Linked DNA regions of Sus scrofa: all the other regions are linked to region 1. A link is a contact called in public HiChIP or PLAC-seq data. All regions are on one chromosome and are shown on one strand. The core of a region is the stretch at or near the end of the contact, and the rest is flanking DNA. Distances in the headings are between cores, read along the strand shown.

Evidence for each region. HiChIP or PLAC-seq counts read pairs in DNA pulled down with a chosen protein or histone mark.
Region 2: a contact with region 1 is called in an H3K27ac HiChIP or PLAC-seq map of alveolar macrophages. The contact joins the promoter of HSP90AB1 here to the promoter of MRPS18A in region 1. A contact is called at or near these places in 2 of 47 Hi-C or Micro-C datasets (epiblast stem cells and heart right ventricle) and 1 of 2 datasets of contacts at active chromatin or transcription factors (alveolar macrophages).
Region 3: an H3K27ac HiChIP or PLAC-seq map of alveolar macrophages shows a contact between it and region 1. The contact joins the promoter of SLC29A1 here to the promoter of MRPS18A in region 1. A contact is called at or near these places in 1 of 47 Hi-C or Micro-C datasets (epiblast stem cells) and 1 of 2 datasets of contacts at active chromatin or transcription factors (alveolar macrophages).

Annotation. Positions count from the first base shown.
Region 1 is chr7:38,656,041-38,659,242 of Sscrofa11.1, reverse strand. MRPS18A (39S ribosomal protein S18a, mitochondrial) reads left to right here and starts at 1,771. Exons shown (of 7, transcript XM_021098784.1): 1 at 1,771-2,310. The coding sequence starts at 2,212.
Region 2 is chr7:39,242,198-39,245,399 of Sscrofa11.1, reverse strand. HSP90AB1 (heat shock protein 90 alpha family class B member 1) reads right to left here and starts at 1,626. Exons shown (of 12, transcript NM_001244433.1): 1 at 1,385-1,626; 2 at 1-5. The coding sequence starts at 5.
Region 3 is chr7:39,216,394-39,219,595 of Sscrofa11.1, reverse strand. SLC29A1 (equilibrative nucleoside transporter 1) reads right to left here and starts at 1,622. Exons shown (of 14, transcript XM_005666066.3): 1 at 1,238-1,622. It overlaps LOC110261530, which reads right to left. Exons shown (of 2, transcript XM_021098792.1): 2 at 2,321-3,143. The coding sequence starts at 3,083. The coding sequence ends at 2,817. LOC110261531 (a long non-coding RNA gene) reads left to right here and starts at 1,451. Exons shown (of 3, transcript XR_002345745.1): 1 at 1,451-1,539; 2 at 2,142-2,298; 3 at 2,853-2,938.

The DNA of each region.
Region 1 (3,202 bases), core at 522-3,021:
TGGTCTGAGAGAACTGTTTTTTCATGTAAGGATTATGCATAGATTCAGAAAAGCAAGATATTACAAAATAAAGAATGTGCACAGTATTATTTAATTCTGCTGAATGTAAAAAATGCTTATCTCTAGATTGGATGATATTTTTTTCTTCCCTTTTTTTTTTTTTTTTTTAATCTTTTCTTTTTGGCCACAACTGCAGCATGTGAAAGCTCCCAGGCCAGGGTCCAAACCCATGCCACAGAAGTGACCAGAGCTACAGAAGTGACAATGCCAGATGAGCCACCAAGGGAACTCAAATATTACTTTTCTTTTTACTTTATTGCTTCATTTTCTTTTTACAATGATCACATGTCACTTGTTATTGTAGAAAATATAAGTTGTTTTTTAAAATAAAATTTGATTATGTTAAATTAGGATAAGACAATGAGAAGGTTAGCACTCAAATACTTTAGCTCACTAGGTCTAAAACAAACCCTAGGTGAGGCTCTGTTACTGCTCTCATCCCTGTCAGATCCCCAGAAGTTGGGGACGTAAAGAAACAAGGGGTATGGTACAAGCAGGAAGGGTTTGAGGTCATATGTACAGAAGGAAAGCAGAAGCTACAAGGAAAGCCAAGGATTTCCTGATCCTGGCCAGATCTCCGAGGCATATACCCCACCAAAACCCTCTGCTCCACTCAATAATCATTGTGTCTGTCTCACCCACCTAGATTGACCTTTCCTGCAAGCTTCCCCTTCCTAGGACATGTCTTTGCTAAATGCAGTGTTTTAAGAAAATCCAATGCCACATTTCTCCCACTCTCACCTATGGTGATACCATTCAAGTCCCCCATGCAGTTGCTGCTCTGTATCCTCCCAGTCCACCTGCATGGCAGTCCCAACTGGAAGATGGGCTCCTTCCCTAACCCCCAGGGAACATGTTCTGCCATTTAATGAACTCAATCTTCCCATCTATGAATCAGAGTACGATAACTGGAAAATATCCCTTCCGGTGTGGAAAAGAGTATCCTAACCACCATATGGAGGAATTGAGTTGTGAATGACTTTCTTTTCTTTTGTACTTCTAGGGGAATATCCTATATACATCCTGCAAGTCCAAAAGATGGAAAACTGAGCAGTCTTGTTTTCTTCTTGGTACTATAAGCTTCCTTATTAGGCAAGTATGTCAAATTTGTCATAAGTACCTAGCAAAAAGGCCATCTCAATAATTGCTTTATTAATGAGCTTATGTTTATGTTTAACTTATGTTTTATCTCATCTAATCTTAACCATATAAAATGTTTTATTATATATACATATATATGTAATTGTATGTATACATATAATGTAGATATATCCATACATACATATATATGTAATTGTATGTATACATATAATGTAGATATATACATACATACTTTACACACATTACCTGCATTATATACATTTTATATGTGTACGTGTGTATATATATACACATACACACATGTAACATATGTATCACTCATTATGTGTCAGGCACTGTGCTAAGTGCTGTAGATACGAAAGTCAACCAAAAAACAATGTCTTTGCCTTCAATGAGTTTCCAGTTTGGTGAGGAAACGCATTATACAAATACAAAGCTGAAACTAGGCAGAGTACAAAGATGGAGAGGTATCTGGTGCTGAGAACCAGTAACTGGGAAGTTAAGACTCCACAGTGTAAGTGAGGTCTGAACTGACCCTGAGAAATACGTTCACCAGCGAAAGGAAAGCGCTGAGACAAAAGAATTAAAGGCCAAGGTAGGGAGGGGCGGGGACGGGGTATTAATTCAATCCCAGGTCTACGAGATAGCTGCTGTTCCAAACCATTTCAACCTTGCCGGTAGAGACCGAGCCCCAGTCTCAAGAAGCTGAAAATCCACATCTGACCAGCAAAAAAGAAAAAGTTTTAAAGAAATAGGGGTAGTGCGGGTGATTTTACCGAAGCAGCCTGCCAGGAAACGAAGGCGACCTTGGAGACTTTGAGGACTAGCAGACAGGAGCTAAAGACCTCCCCCGGACCCTCGGAATAAGGTACAGGATTGACACAGACTCAGCTCAAAGCCCGAGAGGTGAGGAAATGTAAATGACCTAAATAACGGAGCGGGAAGCCCACAAGACGCACACTTCCTGCCCACCACTGCGGCTGCGCGCGCGCCGTTCCGGAAGCGGAAGTGCACAAAGGTCGGGATTGGTTTTCAAGATGGTGGGTCTCAATGTTCTGGTGTCTGGCTGTGGACGGCTACTCCGAGGGCTCCTGGCAGGCCCGGCCGCGACCAGCTGGGCTCGGCCTCCATCTCGCGGCTTCAGAGAAGGTGAGTCCTCGGTCCTGGTGACCTCCTAAGGTTGAAGTGAAGAAGGGAAGTTTGCTTCCTTAAGCCCCCTTGCGCCCCTCCCTCCCTGTCCTTCCTGCGGTTCTGAAACGTCGGAAATGCTGGCGCTCCCGAGTGCTTGAAATCCCTTTCCACATCATGATGCTGTAACCTTAATCTCTCACCCAGCGTGAGTGCCCTCACGGGGACGGAGATCGGAGAGAAAGGCTTGCTTATTTAGCAAGGGCAGAAAAGAAACATGTCCCAGGATTCAAAAAAGCTCTTGCTTAGCGTCTGCGTCGTAATTCGTTCCGTATTCTTCGGGCGGCCGCCTCCTTCATTAAAGGTTTCCTGCGCCATCCGGAAAGGACATCTCGATTAAAGATTCGTTCCTTCCCGAGGGCCTCCTTTTCCAGCTTCTCACCTGAAAATGCTGTAATCCAATAGTGGCTTTTCTGTCCAGTCTCCCTGAGAAGTAGAAGCTAAAGTGGAAAGGCGGCTGAACCGCTGAACTAGAGGCATATGCTGGATGGTGGTTCTACTTTTCATTAATCTTAAATCTTGGACAGGCAGCCTGATTCTAGTATTGAGCCGGGAGCTTACTGACGGCCAAGTTCTGTATTGAAAGCTTTCAAGGGATTTTGGAAAAAATGAAAATACAGCCCTTTTCCTGAGAAGTTAGGTTCTAATAAGGTGGTGTGTATATATTAGGAATTTACATGAGAAAGTACAGGGAGATTCAGTTACCGGAAACAGCAAACCCTATTAGAAGTTTTCATGAAGGGGATGTGTCTTTAATAAGCTCATAAAAGGATGGAATCTGGCAGTGAATGAAAAGATCTTTCAGGACAAAGCCTTCCTTTGTACACTGCTGGAAACAGGAAAGGATGAGTGA
Region 2 (3,202 bases), core at 377-2,876, 590 kb before region 1:
GGCATCTAAAATAAGAGAGATGAAGAACTTTGGACTCAAGTTCACCCCAATTACAATAAAGACACTAAGAGGTTCAGTTCAAGTTGTTCTGAACCGAGTACTGAGATGCAAGACCTTTCCTTTAAAGACTTCAGGCTGCGCCCTCAGTCTGAGAATAAGAGGGGCGGGGGGGGGGGGGGCTGCTAATACAGCCCCCAAAATGCCTTAAGGTCTCTTAAGCATTTTGTTAGGATGTTAGGCGATCCATCCACGGATCAGCAGCCTCTCATCACCTGGTAATCTCTTAGGCATGCAGAGTACCTCGCCCAACCCCGGTTTCTTAAATGTGAATAAGCAGAAGACCTACATACATATTCAAATGTACAAATTAGTAACTACGGTTCTACCATTTCTGGTGGAGGGGAGGGAGCCCCCCCCCCAAACAGACCAGTTTTACCTTAAAGGGGCTATCATTTGAAACTGCTCTCCCTTCACCTCCAGGAAGATGTGAAATTGCTACCTCACGTGGTAAGGGAGGCTAACGCGAGAGAATCGTGGGATACCCACTTGGGATGCCATTAAGACAAAGAACCGATAAAGCAAAAGGCTCCACTCTGTCCCTGTAGCACACGTGACTGAGGTACAGGACCAAACCAAATACAACTAAGATGGTGGCGTAGTCCGCGGGGCCGACGCTCGTCGATGCCGGACATGCGTCGGCCAGGACCACGCGAGGAGGGGGCGCCACCGCGCAGCCTCCCTTCGCCTCAGCATCCGGGCACCAGGGCGGGGCGCCGAGTTCCAGAACCTTCCAGAACAATTCCAGCCAACGGGGAGAAAAGAGGACGACGAAGAAATGCTCCCATAAATTCTCAAGCCTGCCTCCTCCGCTACCCCTCCACCCTGACTGCAGGAATGAGCTCGAAGCAGGAAGCACGATGGGCCACTGGAGCTCCAAAGCATCCTTTGCCGCAAACCCTCACACTAAGGACTAGAAAAACTCCCTTCTATAAAAGAGATGGCAAAACCTACCCAGAACCATGCTGTGCTGAGTCACACCGGGCCCGCACACCCACCAACCTTGCCCACCCTCTGGCGCCCCGTAGTCGCGTCCGGAAGTAGAGGGGCAAACATGGCAGCGTCCCGGGCCGGCGCGGCTACCACGTGTAGCCGCCCAGTCCCCCAGCCCCACTCGCCCAGGCCTAACAGCCGCCTAGAAGGCCCGACACCAAGCATGGAAGGAAAAGCTAAACTCGAGAGCTCCCTTCCACCCACCCTCTAAAAAAATTGGGAGCGTTGTCCAGCAAACCGCCCCAGCACGACAAAAACTTGGGTCTCAGAAAGGACAGAATGGACGAAAGCAACCTGAAATTTAACCAGAAATGCCTTAAGAGTGCAACCTTACCTTAAAGGATAAGGATCACAAACACCACAAAGCTGAGCGGGGAAGGACTGCCTCCGGCTCTCACGCCAGAACAAGGCTGCGCGGGGGGTGACTCAAGAGAACGGCTGTGAGACCCCAGTCGCTTTATATAAGGCGAAGCACACCTTCGCTGCCCGCCCCCAGATCCCTCCGCCTTAAAGGAGGCTGTCTGTCAGCCCCGCACCTGCCGCTGCCCGCCCACCTTTACGTCATGGTCCAAAATAGGGGAGGGGGCGGTGAAGAGCAAGGGCGCGCATGTGTAGACTTTTTCTTAGTCCCATCTCCGCGTCCTGAAGACAGGACACCACCAGAGCTAGATGTTGGGTATACTCATAGGACAAATGCCGTGGCTCTAGGGAACAGAATCCCCGCTGACCTCAGTAAAAACCTGTAGAGCAGGTGCCTCCACACCAAAGAATCCCAGAGGAACACCTGAAAGGGGACCAACTACTCCCACCTATGCTCCCTCCCTGCTACAATCTTCCTTACACATTCCTACTGCCCAATAAGGGGAAAGGGTCCTTTCCGGGGACACTGGGGAATTTGAAGCCGAACTTTGGGCAGCCCGCGAACCCTGGCACTCCCAGGGGACAATGGGCAGTGCCAGCGTCTCGCTGCGGGGCGTGGCTTCCGCTGCTAGAAGGTCGCCGGCTCGGGTGTGGAGGGCACTCTTTGTCTGCAAGCGGCGGAAGGAGCGACAGTGGCGGTGCTGCGATCTTCCAGCAGTTTCCAGATCCGCCTCTACGGTCCTGTCCCGCCCCGCCCCGCCCTCTTCCCTTGGGGCTCCACCCCTTTTTCTGCGGACTGGGCTGTGCCTCTGCGGCGGCTCCGCCTCTCCAACGTTATGCTTGAATCTCCGGGAGAGGTGGGCAACTTCGATCCTATGTTGCTGGCGGGCAACTACACCCGGCACCCTCTTCGCCACCCGCCAGACCCAGCTCGCTCAGCATTGCGTCCAGGGTGGGGTGGAACAGGGATGATCCCCCCTTTCTCCCCCGTCAGTCACACAGCACACGGGTTATTGGGGCGGCTCTGCGAGAACCGCCTTCGGAGCCGAGACTGAGGGTGGCGTCGCTACCTGAGAAACCCTCCCCAGCCTCTGCAGCCGCCCACGCGTGTCGCACGCAGGGGCATGCACATACAATCTGGTTTCCTTTTCTTTTTACAAAAATTCTTTCCCCTCCTGCAACTGTCTAGGTCTGGGGAGGGGAGGATCTCCAGGGACCCCCGCTGGGTGGCGGGGGTTCTAGGAGGTGGCATGAAGACACCAGCGCCTTCATGCTGGCCAAAGGGCTGCTCGCTCCTGGCGGGCAGAACCAGGTTGTTCCCCTTCAGCTGCTGCGGCGCCGGAGCCCCCAAGCCAAGCGCCGGCCCAGCTGCCTCGCCTGGCCCTGCCGCTTTTGCTTGCCTTCGGGGCGGGTACGCTGTCCTCGCCTTTCCAAGGCCTCATCTCTGGAGCTCACCCGCCCCACAGCCCCTCCGGGAGAGAATGACCGCTCCCTGCGCCGTGACCTTGTGGATGCCCAGCAACTCCCTCAACTCCCTTCGTGGCCCACTTTGTCCGCCCCTGGAATGCTTGGGAGAGGGATACCTCCGACCCGCAGACCTCCCTCGGCAGCCCTGGTGTGCAGTCTTGTAGCACTTCTTTGTCCAGCTGTTGAACTCCAAAGAACAAAGGACCCTCGCGTTCCTTTTCCTTGCCCCACACTCCTGACTTCATCACCCGTGCCACCCCTACCCCGATTTCATGATTTCATCTCTCCTTACTCTTCCACTGCTCTTCTGGTCTAGAAGAAGCCG
Region 3 (3,202 bases), core at 373-2,872, 560 kb before region 1:
ATGATTGTGGGTTGTTTTTTTTTTCTCCCCCTTTTTCAGCCACACCCACAGCACATGGAAGTTTCCAGGCCAGGGATCAAAACCGAGCTGCAACTGTGACAAACTGGATCCTTATCAGCTGTGCCAGGCTGGCAGTGGAACCAGCGCCCCTGCAGCAGCAGACCAGCTGCAATCAGACCCTTAACCCGCTGTGCCACAGAGGTAGCTCCTCAGATAATGTTTTTGTTGTTTTTTTGCCATTTCTTGGGCCGCTCCCACGGCATACGCAGGTTCCCAGGCTAGGGGTCGAATCGGAGCTGTAGCTGTCGGCCTACGCCAGAGCCACAGCAACTCAGGATTCGAGCTGTGTCTGCGACCTACACCACAGCTCACAGCAACGCCGGATCCTTAACCCACAGAGCAAGGCCGGGGATCGAACCTGCAACCTCATGGTTCCTAGCCAGATTCGTTAACCACTGTGCACTATGGGAACTCTCAGATAATGTTTTAACGCAATATTTTTTTAAAAGTCAAAAGTTAATGCAAAAAAACCCATGAACAAAACATCAATTAGGGAGTTTTTGTTGAGGCTCAGCCTAAAGAACCCAACTAATATCCATGAAGATGTGGATTGGACCCCTGGCCTCGTTCAGTGGGTTAAGGATCCCGCACTGCCCTGAGCTGTGGCATAGGTTGCAGACGCGGCGCGGCTCCGATCCCATGTTGCTGTGGCTGCGGGTAGGCTGGTGGCTGCAGCTGGGATTCACCCCTAGCCTGGGAACTTCCATATGCTGCAGGTGCGGCCCTAAAATAGCAAAATAAATAAATAAATAAATAAGCTAAAGGTAGGATCTGGCCCTTTCAGAGTCAGACACCTCAAGTCCCTCACTTTCCTTATGGATGTGTACAGGAGTCAGGGTTCAGGAAGACTCAACTCTTTGTTCACCAGTCTGGGCTTGGTTTTTCAGCTGTCTTTCTCAGACCTCTGCCCCAACCCTCTGCTGTGGGGAGGTCGCTGATCTTGGGGACATCTGCATATGGTTAAAATAGGGCAGTCATCTAAGCAGGGCCTCCAAAGTCCAAGGAAAGGATCTCCTCCGCCAGAAACCGCAGATGCCACGGACTCCATTAACTTCCCCATCCCACAAGGACCCCGCTCTCCGCTCTCCGCCCCGCCCACACCGCTCTCCGCCCCGCCCTCGGGGGAACTGCGTAGACAACTCCTCTGGCCGCCGCCCCGCCTCTGCTCCCCGCGCACCTGCTGGGACATTCGGAGGGGCATCCGGAGTCGGCGAGCGGGGACGGAAATTCCCGGGCCTGCCGGCCCCTAGTCCCAGTTTGGCCTCCTCATCTCAGGACTGGGACCGTCGCCATTGTCCAGAAACCGTAGCCCGCGCCGGGTCTGACCGGTCTCTGCCCCCCTTCCCCGGCAATGAAGGAGCAGCAACGGGCGATCCTGGCGCTCGCCCAGCGCCCCGCGGCCGGCTCGGTTCCGATCAGCGCCGGCGTTGCTCGGTAGCGGGGAGCGCCCCAGGAGGCCAGCGGGAGGCGAGGCCCAGAGTACGGCTGAATAAATAAATAAATAAAGGCGCCTGTGACCCCGGAGGGCACCAGGTGTTGGAACCCCTTTCACCCTGCCCCTCCCCCCGAGGCCAGCTTCCGGAGCCGGGCGAGCACGTGCGCTGGCTTCTGTGGACTCCGGGTGGAAACAGATGGCGCTGGGGGGTAGGGAGGCGGGGGTCTGGCGGAAAGCCCCGCGGGGCCAGCTTGGGGGCGCCGGGCCCTGGTCTCGGTTCTTCCCCAAGGCCAACCTTTGAGGGCTATGCTGACGGGATGACGGTCCTGAAAGGGGCCTTGTAGTCTCCTCACTGTCCCCCTTTGAACTGAGAGCCCAGGACTCTCTGGGATGGGGAGAGAGGAATATTGCCTGGGAAAGTTAAGCAAATTATCCGGAGGCTGGCATGCAAATGCCTCTGACAACTCCTATTTGATGCCCCAGGGCCTCTCACTGGGGAGGGGAAATGGGGAGGTGAATTCTTCAGATCACACCGCACCCAGCTCCCTACCCCCCAAGTCCCTTCCTGGGCAGAGCACCCCTCAGGGGCCCCTCTGGGTGGATGCCCTCAGGGTCCCACAGCAAGCAGATCTCCCTCTTTCCACAGCACCAGTTGACAAGAGTCTCCTCCGTCGCCCGAGGACTTTTACCTCCTTACCTTGAACTGACCAGCCAGATCACAGACTGCTGGGTCACAGTGTCATCTACTCAAGTTAGACAAGAGAAATTCCGGGCGAAGCGGATGGGGAGGGACAATGGAATAGGTAGGAAAAGGCATGCCAAGAATTCAAGGCAACAAATATTTATTGAGCACCTGCTGCATGCTGGACTTTGAGGGCAGGACTGACTCTCTAAGGAACAAAGGTCTTATTACTTTAAGGTGAATCCTGACTCACAGACAGACAGTCTGGATTAGCTAAATCGCCTGTCCTTGGGTTAAGCAATGGCCCTCATTGGGTCTCATGTTCCTGTTAGCCTGGGGGTGGAGGGTGGCGGAGGAGAGTCCGTTCTTCCCCCAGAGGCCCGAGGTGATTAGAAATGGACTTGGGAAGAATGCAGGGAGGGAGGGAGAATGATGGTTTTCGGCTAGATACGGAGAGCATCCTTCCAACAATTTCTGCTGGGAGAGAGGAGGCACGTCTGGGCTAGACCCCTCTCAGGCTCAGTGCCCCCACCATGTCTTCTGCCCACTGGGCAGGCTGCGGTCAGTGAAGGGGCCAAGGCTGTCTTACTCCAAAAGAAAGCATTTCAATGAATACAGCTACTGCTGGGATTCGCAGCCTCATTTTTGAGAAACTATCCTCTCCCTCCTCTCCAGGCGGGCCACTCTGGAGGCCTCCCCGGCAGCAGCGGCATCATCTGGCGGGTGTCTCTGGCTGAGGAGGAACACCAGACAGCCCAGTAAAGCCTCTCGCATATCCTGGGAGCCCAGGCGGCGGGCCAGCCGGCGCAGCAGAGGCAGGAGGTGCCGACGGGCCAGGCGGGCAGCGGGCAGCAGCAGGCGGGCCAGCAGCGTTCGCAGCAGCAGCGGGAGCAGCGGAGCGGGCATGGTCAGTGACTGCCAAGGCGATCCAGACTCTAGGCTTGTCTTTCCTGCTTCCCTCCTCACCTGGCCAAGACAAAGGCTGGGCAGATTTCACCCCTGCTTATGTTTACACCCTCCTGCCC